Linked DNA regions of Mus musculus: region 2 is linked to region 1. The links are chromatin contacts, called in public HiChIP or PLAC-seq maps. All regions are on one chromosome and are shown on one strand. Each heading gives the region's core, a stretch centred on a gene start, on an enhancer-like site or on the middle of the called end of the contact. The rest is flanking DNA. Distances are from core to core; before and after follow the strand shown.

Region 1 (5,291 bases), core at 2,300-4,799:
TTCTTCACAAACTATTCCACAAAATAGAAACAGAAGGTACGCTACCCAATTCATTCTATGAAGCCACAATTACTCTGATACCTAAGTCACACAAAGACCCAACAATAATAGAGAACTTCAGACCAATTTCCCTTATGAATATCAATGTAAAAATCCTCAATAAAGTTCTTGCTAACCGAATCCAAGAACACATTAAAGCAATCATCCACCCTGACCAAGTAGGTTTTATTCCAGGGATGCAGGGATGGTTCAATATACGGAAATCCATCAATGTAATCCAGTATATAAACAAACTCAAAGACAAAAAAACACATGATCATCTCGTTAGATGCTGAGAAAGCATTTGACAAAATCCAACACCCATTCATGATAAAAGTCTTGGAAAGATCAGGAATTCAAGGCCCATACCTAAACATAATAAAAGCAATCTACAGCAGGCCAGTAGCCAACATCAAAGTACATGGTGAGAAGCTGGAAGCAATCCCACTAAAATCAGGGACTAGACAAGGCTGCCCACTTCCTCCCTACCTGTTCAATATAGTACTTGAAGTCCTAGCCAGAGCAATTAGACAACAAAAGGAGATCAAGAGGATACAAATTGGAAAGGAAGAAGTAAAAATATCACTATTTGCAGATTATATGATAGTATATATGAGTGACCCTAAAAATTCCACCAGAGAACTCCTAAACCTGATAAACAGCTTCAGTGAAGTAGCTGGATATAAAATTAACTCAAACAAGTCAATGGCCTTTCTCTACACAAAGGATAAACAGGCTGAGAAAGAAATTAGGGAAACAACACCCTTCACAATAGTCACAAATAATATAAAATACCTTGGCGTGACTCTAACTAAGGAAGTGAAAGATCTGTATGATAAGAACTTCAAATCTCTGAAGAAAGAAATCAAAGATCTCAGAAGATGGAAAGATCTCCCATGCTCATGGATTGGCAGGATCAATATAGTAAAAATGGCTATCTTGCCAAAAGTAATCTACAGATTCAATGCAATCCCCATCAAAATTCCAACTCAATTCTTCAACGGATTAGAAAGGGCAATTTGCAAATTCATCTGGAATAACAAAAAACCTAGGATAGCTAAAACTCTTCTCAATGATAAAAGAACCTCTGGTGGAATCACTATGCCTGACCTCAAGCTGTACTACAGAGCAATTGTGATCAAAACTGCATGGTACTGGTATAGCAACAGACAAGTAGACCATTGGAATAGAATTGAAGACCCAGAAATTAACCCACACACCCATGGTCACTTGATCTTTGACAAGGGAGCTAAAACCATCCAGTGGAAAAAAGACAGCATTTTCAACAAATGGTGCTGGCACAACTGGCTGTTATCATGTAGAAGAATGCGAATTGATCCATTCTTATCTCCTTGTACAAAGGTCAAATCTAAGTGGATCAAGGAACTCCACATAAAACCAGAGACACTGAAACTTATAGAGGAGAAAGTGGGGAGAAGCCTCAAAGATATGGGCACAGGGGGAAAATTCCTGAATAGAACAGCAATGGCTTGTGCTGTAAGATTGAGAATGGACAAATGGGACCTCATAAAATTGCAAAGCTTCTGTAAGGCAAAAGACACTGTCAATGAGACAAAAAGGCCACCAACAGATTGGGAAAGGATCTTTACCTATCCTAAATCGGATAGGGGACTAATATCCAATATATATAAAGAACTCAGGAAGGTGGACTCCAGAAAATCAAATAACCCCATTAAAAAATGGGGCTCAGAGCCAAACAAAGAATTCTCACCTGAGGAATACTGAATGGCTGAGAAGCACCTGAAAAAATGTTCAGCATCCTTAATCATCAGGGAAATGCAAGTCAAAACAACCCTGACATTCCACCTCACACCAGTCAGAACGGCTAAGATCAAAATTTCAGGTGACAGCAGATGCTGGCGAGGATGTGGAGAAAGAGGAACACTCCTCCATTGTTGGTGGGATTGCAAGCTTGTACAACCACTCTGGAAATCAGTCTGGCGGTTCCTCAGAAAATTGGACATAGTACTACCGGAGGATCCCGCAATACCTCTCCTGGGCATATATCCAGAAGATGTTCTAACTGGTAAGAAGTACACGTGCTCCACTATGTTCATAGCAGCCTTATTTATAATAGCCAGAAGCTGGAAAGAACCCAGTTGTCCCTCAACAGAGGAATGGATACAGAAAATGTGGTACATTTACACAATGTACCACATTACTCAGCTATTAAAAAGAATGAATTTATGAAATCCCTAGGCAAATGGATGGACATAGAGGGTATCATCCTGAGTGAGGTAATCCAATCACAAAAGAACTCACATGATATGTAGTCACTGAGAAGTGGATTTGCCCAGAAACTTTGAATAACCAAGATACAAGATACAATTTGCAAAACACATGAAACTGAAGAAGAACGAAGACTAAAGTGTGGACACTTTGCCCCTTCTTAGAATTGGGAACAAAACACTCATGGAAGGAGTTACAGAGACAAAGTTTGGAGCTGAGATGAAAGGATGGACCGTCTATAGACTGCCACACCCGGGGATCCATCCCATAATCAGCCTCCAAAAGCTGACACTATTGCATATGCCAGCAAGATTTTTCTGAAATGACCCTGATATAGCTGTCTCTTGTGAGACTATGCCAGGGCCTAGCAAACACAGAAATGGATGATCACAGTCAGCTATTGGATGGCACACAGGGCCCCCAATGGAGGAGCTAGAGAAAGTACCCAAGGAGCTGAAGGGGTCTGCAACCCTATAGGTGGAACAGCAATACGAACTAACCAGTACCCCTGAGCTTGTGTCTCTAGCTGCATATGTAGCAGAAGATGGCCTAGTTGGCCCCTTGGTCTTGCAAACTTTATATGCCCCGGTACAGGGGAATGCCAGGGCCAAGAAGTAGGAGTGGGTGGGTGGGGGTGGGGGGGTATGGAGGACATTTGGGATAGCATTTGAAATGTGAATGAAGAAAATACCTAGTTAAAAAAACAAAACAAAACAAAACAACCCACCAACATAAGTGTTACTTGATACAATCTATCAATGCTCCCACTACTCTAAATAGTTGACCAAGTTTTCCAGTATGACTAGTTAAATAATTTCAAGGAAAAATACTCTCGGTTGTGCTTGGTGAAGAGGCAGAAGAGGCTGAGAGTCAAATGAAGTTTCACTCTTGCCCAAGGTTTCTCCTGAGCATGGGGCAGGAAGTGTTGGTCCAAGCCATCTAGACTCAGGTCCCAGTAAGACAGATTCTTGCAATCTCATTTTTCTTTAGGCTGTTTCCCTCCATTGACTGTCTCTGGGCAGCCACATGCTTACCCCACACTCTTACTCCATCTGACTCACTGAAGCCTGTACATCTTATTCTGTCTGCCAAAGCTCCTGGCGATGGACACCAGCCTCTGCCTTTGGGAATGAGTGTTCATTGTTCATTTGCCCCTGGTGATGTATGCCTTGTCGGTTTGAACAATGTGCTTTACCCCATAGCTAATGGGGCCTTGCTTGGGGCCAGTCCTGACTATGCCAATATGCACTGATCAGCCTTTTTGACCTCTCTGCTGGGATCCCAGCCAAACTGGATTATGTCTGAGTGGTGCTCTCTGCCACAGCTCATCGGTTTGAATTCAGTCATTTTTAATCAGAGTTGCACAACACAGTTGGCTTAGCAAGATCTCAGCCTGGGAGGTTGTGATTTATGATGCATTTATTTAAGTGCGTTTATGTGTGTGGTATTATACACGTGTGTGCAGAGGTCAGAGAGTCACACTGGGTGTCCTGCTGTGTCATTCTACTTTATTTCCCTGAGCCAGAGTTTCTCGGCAAACCTGGAGGTAGGGTAGCAGCCACCATGCTTCGGCGAGCCTCCTGTCCTTTCCCTACACGATTTTGTGATTACAGGATGCATGTGGCCATGTTCTGCATTTTCATGTGTGGCCTCAGCATTTGAATTCAGGTCCTCAGGCTTGAGTAGCAAGCACCTTTATCGATTGAGACACCTCCTCAATCTCTTGAGATTTATAATGTGACTATCCAAAGTGTTCTGTGTTGGAGGAGGGGTTTGCAACATCCTGTGTGATTCTGAGAGAGATTGCTTCAGAATCACACTGGTCCATAATGAGCATTATAGATATGGGGGAGTATATCCACCTACATGAGGCATCTAGAGTGTTTAGGTTCATAGAAAAGAATGGAGGGGGCCAGGAACTTTAGTTTATGTGTGTGTATATGCCTGGGTGTATCTCTCTCTCTCTCTCTCTCTCTCTCTCTCTCTCTCTCTCTCTCTGTGTGTGTGTGTGTGTGTGTGTGTGTGTGTGTGTGTATACAAGAGCCTGAGAAGGTCAAAGAGGGTTTGGGTCCCAAGGAACTGGAGTTAGAGATGGTTGCTAGCCACCATGCAGATGTTGGGAATCAAACCTGGGTTCTCTGGAAGAGCAGCTATGCTTTTAAACCACTGTGGCCATCAATCCAGCCCCATAGTGTGTCCTTCAGAATATGTTACGAAGATAGATTTCAAGTGAACATCTTAACAGACATACAAAAATCCAAACAAACAGGGCATGCTATAAAACTACCCCCCCCTCACACACACAAAAACTCAAGGAAGTTCGTGGAGGAGATGTGGACATTTAGCATCTTAGGGTGATGACCCATGGATGTGAGCCTACCTTTTTTAGCAGATGGATAGAGTTTCCTTATACAACCCAGGCTGGCCTCAAACTTGTGATCCTCCTGCCTTAGCCTAAGTATTGGGGTTGTTGGCATACACAACTACACCCAAATAATTTTTTTTTGGTATACATAAATATCCAATAAAACTTTCTTTTTTTTCCATTTTTTATTAGGTATTTAGCTCATTTACATTTTCAATGTTATACCAAAACTCCCCCATACCCACCCACCCCCACTCCCCTACCCACCCACTCCCCCTTTTTGGCCCTGGCGTTCCCCTGTTCTGGGGCATATAAAGTTTTCAAGTCCAATGGGCCTCTCTTTGCAGTGATGGCCGACTAGGCCATCTTTTGATACATATGCAGCTAGAGTCAAGAGCTCCGGGGTACTGGTTAGTTCATAATGTTGTTCCACCTATAGGGTTGCAGATCCCTTTAGCTCCTTGGGTTCTTTCTCTAGCTCCTCCATTGGGAGCCCTGTGATCCATCCATTAGCTGACTGTGAGCATCCACTTCTGTGTTTGCTAGGCCCCGGCATAGTCTCACAAGAGACAGCTACATCTGGGTCCTTTCGATAAAATCTTGCTAGTGTATGCAATGGCGTCAGCGTTTGGATGCT
Region 2 (5,714 bases), core at 539-3,038, 37 kb before region 1:
AGTGGAAACTTTACAAGCGTCCAGGTGCACTATGGTTATTGGGAGTCGGGAGTGGGGAGTCTCCTGGCAGGGATGCACTCTCACCCCCATCCCTTCCCCCTCCCCCTCAGCTTGCAAATACCAGTAAGGGAACCCTTCTGGAGACTACTAGATGTTTTCCTTGTCGAGTCAGTCCATTCTAATTTCAGGAGTGGAGCGAGATTCTCCCTTGGGCTTTCTAGGGTGTCACCTCTGGCATTTGCTCTCACTGAAGAAAAACAAGTTTAAATGTAATGCACCGGGTTTCTTTCTGAACAGCTGCCTGAGCACAGAAATCGGAAGGTCAGCAAAGCTGTCCTGGGGTTGGGGACAGGTATTGAGGAGGGTGGTACCGGAGAGCAGGGTGCAGGAATGGCGGTTAGAGCTGGGAGGTTCCCAAGGGCTACTCGCCAGGTGAGCTCCAGGTCTCCTAAGCTCGCCAGGCTGCCGGAGAAGGCAAGGCGGAGGCCCCAGGCGGGGCGGGCTGGGTTGGGAACAGAGCAGCTGCGCCCGCCGCCGGGGGGCCGGCGCCCTCCCAGCAGAGCATGCAGGACGTGCGCGACGTGTGGCAGCCTCTGCGCAGACTTTTCCACTGCAGTGTGGGGTTCCGCGAGCGCCTCCAATCACAGCTCAGCTTCACCGCGACGTGTGCAGCTTGCGCTAAGCAAGGCAGATCTTCTGAGCGGAGGCTTCCTTCGCTAAAATCACATTTAAAGTGTCTTGTCTCCACGGCCTCCCGTGCAGCGGTCCTCACCGAAAGATCCCTTAGATCGTCGCTGAATAAATGAACTCTGGCGGTTCAACGATTGCCTGTTATGCATGTATCTCCAGCCTATGCAAAGTGCAAAAATCGGAAAGGAAGCGAGGGCATGTTCACATCAAACAAAATATAGCCGGTGTGCTAGAGCGGGCGCGTGGGGGTTGGGTGGGTGACATGAATTTAGGATCTAGCTGTCCCTTGATAGTTACTTTGGGGCTCATAGTCCGGTAATGGGAGAGGGAATGGGGTCTACTTTTAATCACTACTTGCAGAAGGGGTATGGAATATGGCCCATGTTGAAAGGGAAAATAATACCAACCGCCCCCCGCATCCCAAAGTTCCTTTTCGGTCGAACCTTCCTTCCTTCCTTATTTATTTATTGCCCCCCTTCAAGCGCCAGGCACGGTAGCACTGAGTGAGGGGTAGCAACACTACCCAAGCATGTTTCCCGGGGATTCAGGAAAAGTATGCGCCCGTGCCCGGAGGTGGCAGTGTCAGCAATGGCAGGGGACATAGTGGGCGATAATGCACAGGTGTTACCAGGAGGCAGCTCTGACCTGCGTCTTCACTTGGACTGAGCCAGTCCCCAAATCATGTAACTATGGTGCATGGTGTTGGGGCTCCCACGGCTTGTAAGGCTGAACTGGGAAGATGCTTTTACATAGCTCTAGCTCTGTGTGTGTGTGTGTGTGTGTGTGTGTGTGTGTAGGGGTGGAGGACTGTCAACGAACCACATTGGACATTATCAGATCGCTGCTGCCTTCCAAGCACAGATGAGGAAAGTGGCTGGAATTATTTGGGGACTCCGTTCCTGTCTTGCGCCCTTAGGGAATAAACTTAGGGACGGAAAGGAGGACGAAAGAACCAGCCTGGGTTGCAGGAACAGAGCGTGCTGCTCTCGTCCACCCGCAGGGGGCGGCAGCAGGCTGTCTCTTGGCCTTGCCCACCCTTCTCTCCACGTGAAAGGGGGCTGGGACGCAAAGAATGCGGCCCGCCCCGAGGCTGACGCGCCGCGCTACCGGTCAGATCTTAAAAGGCCGGGCAGTGCGTGTGGCATCCCGACAGAACTGGAGAGGAGCAAGTGGCAGTGCTGGGTGTTGGGACCGTGGCTGTCACTGCGCTGGAGCATCCCTGAGCTTTTGAACAGAGCCGACTAGTCAGCAGTGCAGCAGCCGCAACTCCACGCCGCTCTCATCTGTCTCGTGTCTCCGCTCAGGCGATCCTTCCTCCGAGACTCCGCACAAAGCACATTTTCCAAAGCAGTGCAAGGGAGCGCCCAGCCGCGTGCAGGCGGACGCACCCTTCCTGTCCTTTGTTCCGGGGGGATCTGCTGCTGCTCTTCTCCCCAAGTCGGAGTCTTTCCTCCAGGGGTGGCGGGTCGCCGAATACAGCTACGAAGATGCCGTTGGAACTGACCCAGAGCCGGGTACAGAAGATCTGGGTGCCCGTCGATCACCGACCCTCGTTGCCCAGATGTGAGTGCAGGCAGCCACGTGGGGGGCTAGGTTGTAGATTGCGCCGCGTGCAGAGCCCGGCCATTGTGTGTGCAGCGGCTTTGTGCCGGTTCCCCTCTGCGGGAAGCGCACTCGTGCCGGTCGGCCCGGCCCGGCGAGGCGGGGGTGGCGGCCGGCTGCGTCTCCCAGGCTGGGCAGAAGGGGCGCTGTGGCTCCGGAAACCTCCTGTGTGCCCGGCCCGGCCTGGGCTCTCTGGGCCAGCGCCTCCCAGAGGCTGGAGAGACCTGGCTGCTCCGGAGTCACCCTGGCCGACTGCAGCAGGGGCGCGGCCGCCCACACCAACGCCCCCTTTTCTTTGGGTCTCCTCTGGTTCACGGTCTTTTTTCTTCCTCGGATCTTTGCACCTCTGTATATTTCCATCTTCGCCGTCACTCCCGTGACTGCAGATCCTTGGTTGCAGGGATGGTTTATGGGTTGGTGACTAGTGTTGTATTACAGACGCACTCGTTTACCCGGAGCACGGAATTTGCTGGCAGTTTCTCTTAGTGCCTCACCTGTTGCTGCTGTGAACGATTTGGGAAGGTTTCATTCACTTCCATCCCTAGATAGGAAGAGGTGCCTCTGGGAAGAGCGGATGGAATTGCTCTAAGGCAATGCTTCCCTCCCAGGCAGCAGGCCCAGGAGCCCACGGGGGTAAACAGGAGCGAGCTGCCCAGTGGACACGTTGCTCACATCACGTTTGTAGTTTGAGAATCTACTGGCAAAACTGGGAGGTGGTTTCCTGTCACCCTGGGACACTGGAACACCAGGCTGCAGGGTAGGTTTCTCTGCTGTCACGTTTCTCAGGATGGCCATCACAGGACATGACAGCTCTCGGAGCTTTGTGGGTCTGAGTCACTTACTGGTTTCCCTGCCTCCCTGTGGTGCAGTATGAGACCTCTAGCAGGTCTTCCCTGCTGGACCTGTGGGCTTCGGTGGAACTCTGTCCCCAAGACAGTCTCCTTTTCTTTTGCTCAAGTAAGTCAGAGGTAAGGGCTTGGCAAGGGTTCTTCCCCAAACCCTGTCAGACACGTTTATGCACCGGGGCCACCTTTATGAAAATGCCCCAGGGTAAAACCAAGCCTGTGGGACACCTATAATCTCATTACACTGTAGCTGGGAAACTAAGGTCAAAGAATCATGAACCTGGACTACACAGTGAGACCCTGTCAATAAATAATAATAATAATAATAATAATAATAATAATAATAAAAACAGGGAAAGTTGGTAAGTTGGTCAAATTTAGACAGCATGCTGCTTCTGGACTTTTTAGTCAGGCAGATTATAGCGTTTTCTATTTTTTAAACTGAAATTGGTCAAACAATAGGGCCTGGTTTTCTATGTATGTGTACAGCCATGTGATTGCAGAATACATTCTTCCCTTGTTTGGGTCTGAGAGAACCATGGCAGCTTTTGCAAGAACCCAAGTTCAGTGACACTGGCTCAGTGAAAGACATCACCGTGCAGCGGGGCCTCCCCCAGGCTGCAGACCCTGATCGCTAGATTCCACGAGCTTGCACGTCTGTCGGAGCTCAGAGATTTGCACAGAATTGCTGTTGGAACCATGTAGAGTTGAAAGCGGATGTGCCTAAAGCTGACAGATTAAGATGACCAGCTCGCTCACTTCTGGAATTCTTGTGTGTGAGACTGGTGTGTATGTGAAAGAATGTGTAGTCAGACACATTCTTTCACATACAAATATCTGCAGCCAGGGGTTTTAAAAGCATATCCGTATTTTAAATGTTTTTCCCCCCCTATACTAAATTTGGTTTTACTGCAATAGAGAAAATAGGTTTTTTTTTTTGTTTTGTTTTGTTTTTTTAAATAAGTTACTTCTTTTCTACTGACACTGGGAATCTTGTGGACAGACTGACTGTCTTTCCTTCCTTCCTTTCTATTTTTCTTTCTTCTTTCTGAGATAAGGTCTCCAGTGACCCTGGCTGGCCTGGCTTCAACTTAAATGGGATTAAGAGTGTGTGCTACCACACCCAGCCTCTTGTAGATTTTCACTCACCTAAATCTTTTTTTTTTTTTTTTTTTTAACTGTTTTTCAGAGCTGAATTGACTTAAACGTTCTATGATGTCTAGATGACAGTGAACTTGTGGTCCTCCTGCCTTCTCTCCCCAAACACTGGGATTATGAGCATTCACCTACTTGTCTGGATTACCTGGTGATGGACATTGAACCCAGAGCTTTATGAATGCTGGGCAAGAATGCTCCCAGCTACTGCTGCTGCAGTCCCAGCCCTGTGGTCTCCACATCAGAGGCTGACAGCCAGCTCCACGGTGGCTTAGTACTAGAGGGCATAGAGAAGATTGTCCAGATAAAACTAAAGAAACAGTCATAAACAACGAACAAATCCCAAAGGCCAGGAATAGTGGTGCACATAGTGGTGAGGGCCGGGCAGGTAGATCTCTGAGTCCTAGGCTAGCCTGGCCTCCATAGCCCAAGGATATCCTGGCCTCTATAGCCTGTCTTGAAATTAAAAAACAAAAGGACTGCAGGATGATATGTTTGTCTGAGGAGTGCAGAAATTGAGTGTCAAGTTTCTTTACCGACATTGTGATAAATGTTTCTTCCAAAACTGGAAGTGCCCATCAGTTTAAGCCACAATTTAGAGAGACATTACTGTATTTGCAAATGAGCTTAACTCAAACTGGCTTTCCTGTTGCCTGCACTGAAAATCTATAGCCTGAGACTTAGTTGGGAGTTGTCACAGTTTCCTCAGAGTTCCAAGGGATAGTCTGACTGCCCGGTGCAGAGTTGCCTTAAACAGCAGCTATCAAAAAATTATCTTAAAAAGTATTTACTCATTATTATGGGGGGCAGGGGGGAGGGTGGCACATGCCATGGAGTTTCTGTGGAGCAGAGCTGTTTAGAGGACAGCTCTATGGAGTTGACTCTCTAATATCCTTAAGTGGCCTCTAGCGATTGAACATAAGTCCTCAGGCTTGTAAGGCAAGCACTTTAACCCACAAAGCCATCTTACTAGCTTTCACCTTTGCTATTGTCCCTCAATAACATGGGAATAAGATGCCAGTTCATCTTGGATTATGATTTAGGATAGAATTTACATGAAGGAAGGTGGGTATGGAATTTAAAGGCTTACAAAGTTCTAACCTGCCTATGCCCAGCTGGGCATAGCTAGAACATTCATTCCATGAGAGCTCTGTGCAGTTCATTGTCACAATCAGTGTCTTAAACTCTGCCTTTGTCCAGGAAAGGAAAGGAAGACATGAAGAGCTGAAGATGTCCCAGATCCAAGGGGGTGGTGAGGCCTGGCTTTAAACTCTGTCCTGGACTCACTGAGTTGCATGTTGAGCACTGCCTCCCACAGTTATCAATAAGATACCCTGTCACAGTGTGTGGCAGAGATATGAGGTCCTAAAGTTCAAGGCCATTCATTGGGTATCAAATTAATTAGATATTAGGAGACAAAAG

What was found. HiChIP or PLAC-seq counts read pairs in DNA pulled down with a chosen protein or histone mark.
Region 2: a contact with region 1 is called in a CTCF HiChIP or PLAC-seq map of the NIH/3T3 cell line, with 15 read pairs. The contact joins the promoter of Pfkfb3 here to the enhancer-like site in region 1. A contact is called at or near these places in 3 of 15 datasets of contacts at CTCF or cohesin (CD8 T cells, the NIH/3T3 cell line and embryonic stem cells), 6 of 484 Hi-C or Micro-C datasets (the AML12 cell line, the C2C12 cell line, embryonic stem cells and 2 more), 12 of 115 datasets of contacts at active chromatin or transcription factors (CD8 T cells, the HPC-7 cell line, the SCID.adh cell line and 7 more) and 2 of 9 other capture datasets (adipose tissue and pancreatic islet).

What each region holds. Positions count from the first base shown.
Region 1 is chr2:11,463,084-11,468,374 of GRCm38.p6, reverse strand. No RefSeq gene overlaps it. Among named protein-coding and RNA genes, the nearest start is that of Gm31990, 18 kb to the right of the region's middle. Within about 2 kb of position 3,549, at least 41 of the 459 cell types and tissues checked have an H3K27ac peak or open chromatin away from gene starts, as enhancers often do. A contact at or near this core is called in the C2C12 cell line, the NIH/3T3 cell line and pancreatic cancer cells, where this site is marked.
Region 2 is chr2:11,498,164-11,503,877 of GRCm38.p6, reverse strand. Pfkfb3 (6-phosphofructo-2-kinase/fructose-2,6-biphosphatase 3) reads left to right here and starts at 1,788. Exons shown (of 18, transcript NM_001177753.1): 1 at 1,788-2,253. The coding sequence starts at 2,178. Gm52500 (a long non-coding RNA gene) reads right to left here and starts at 1,868. Exons shown (of 3, transcript XR_003953759.1): 1 at 372-1,868.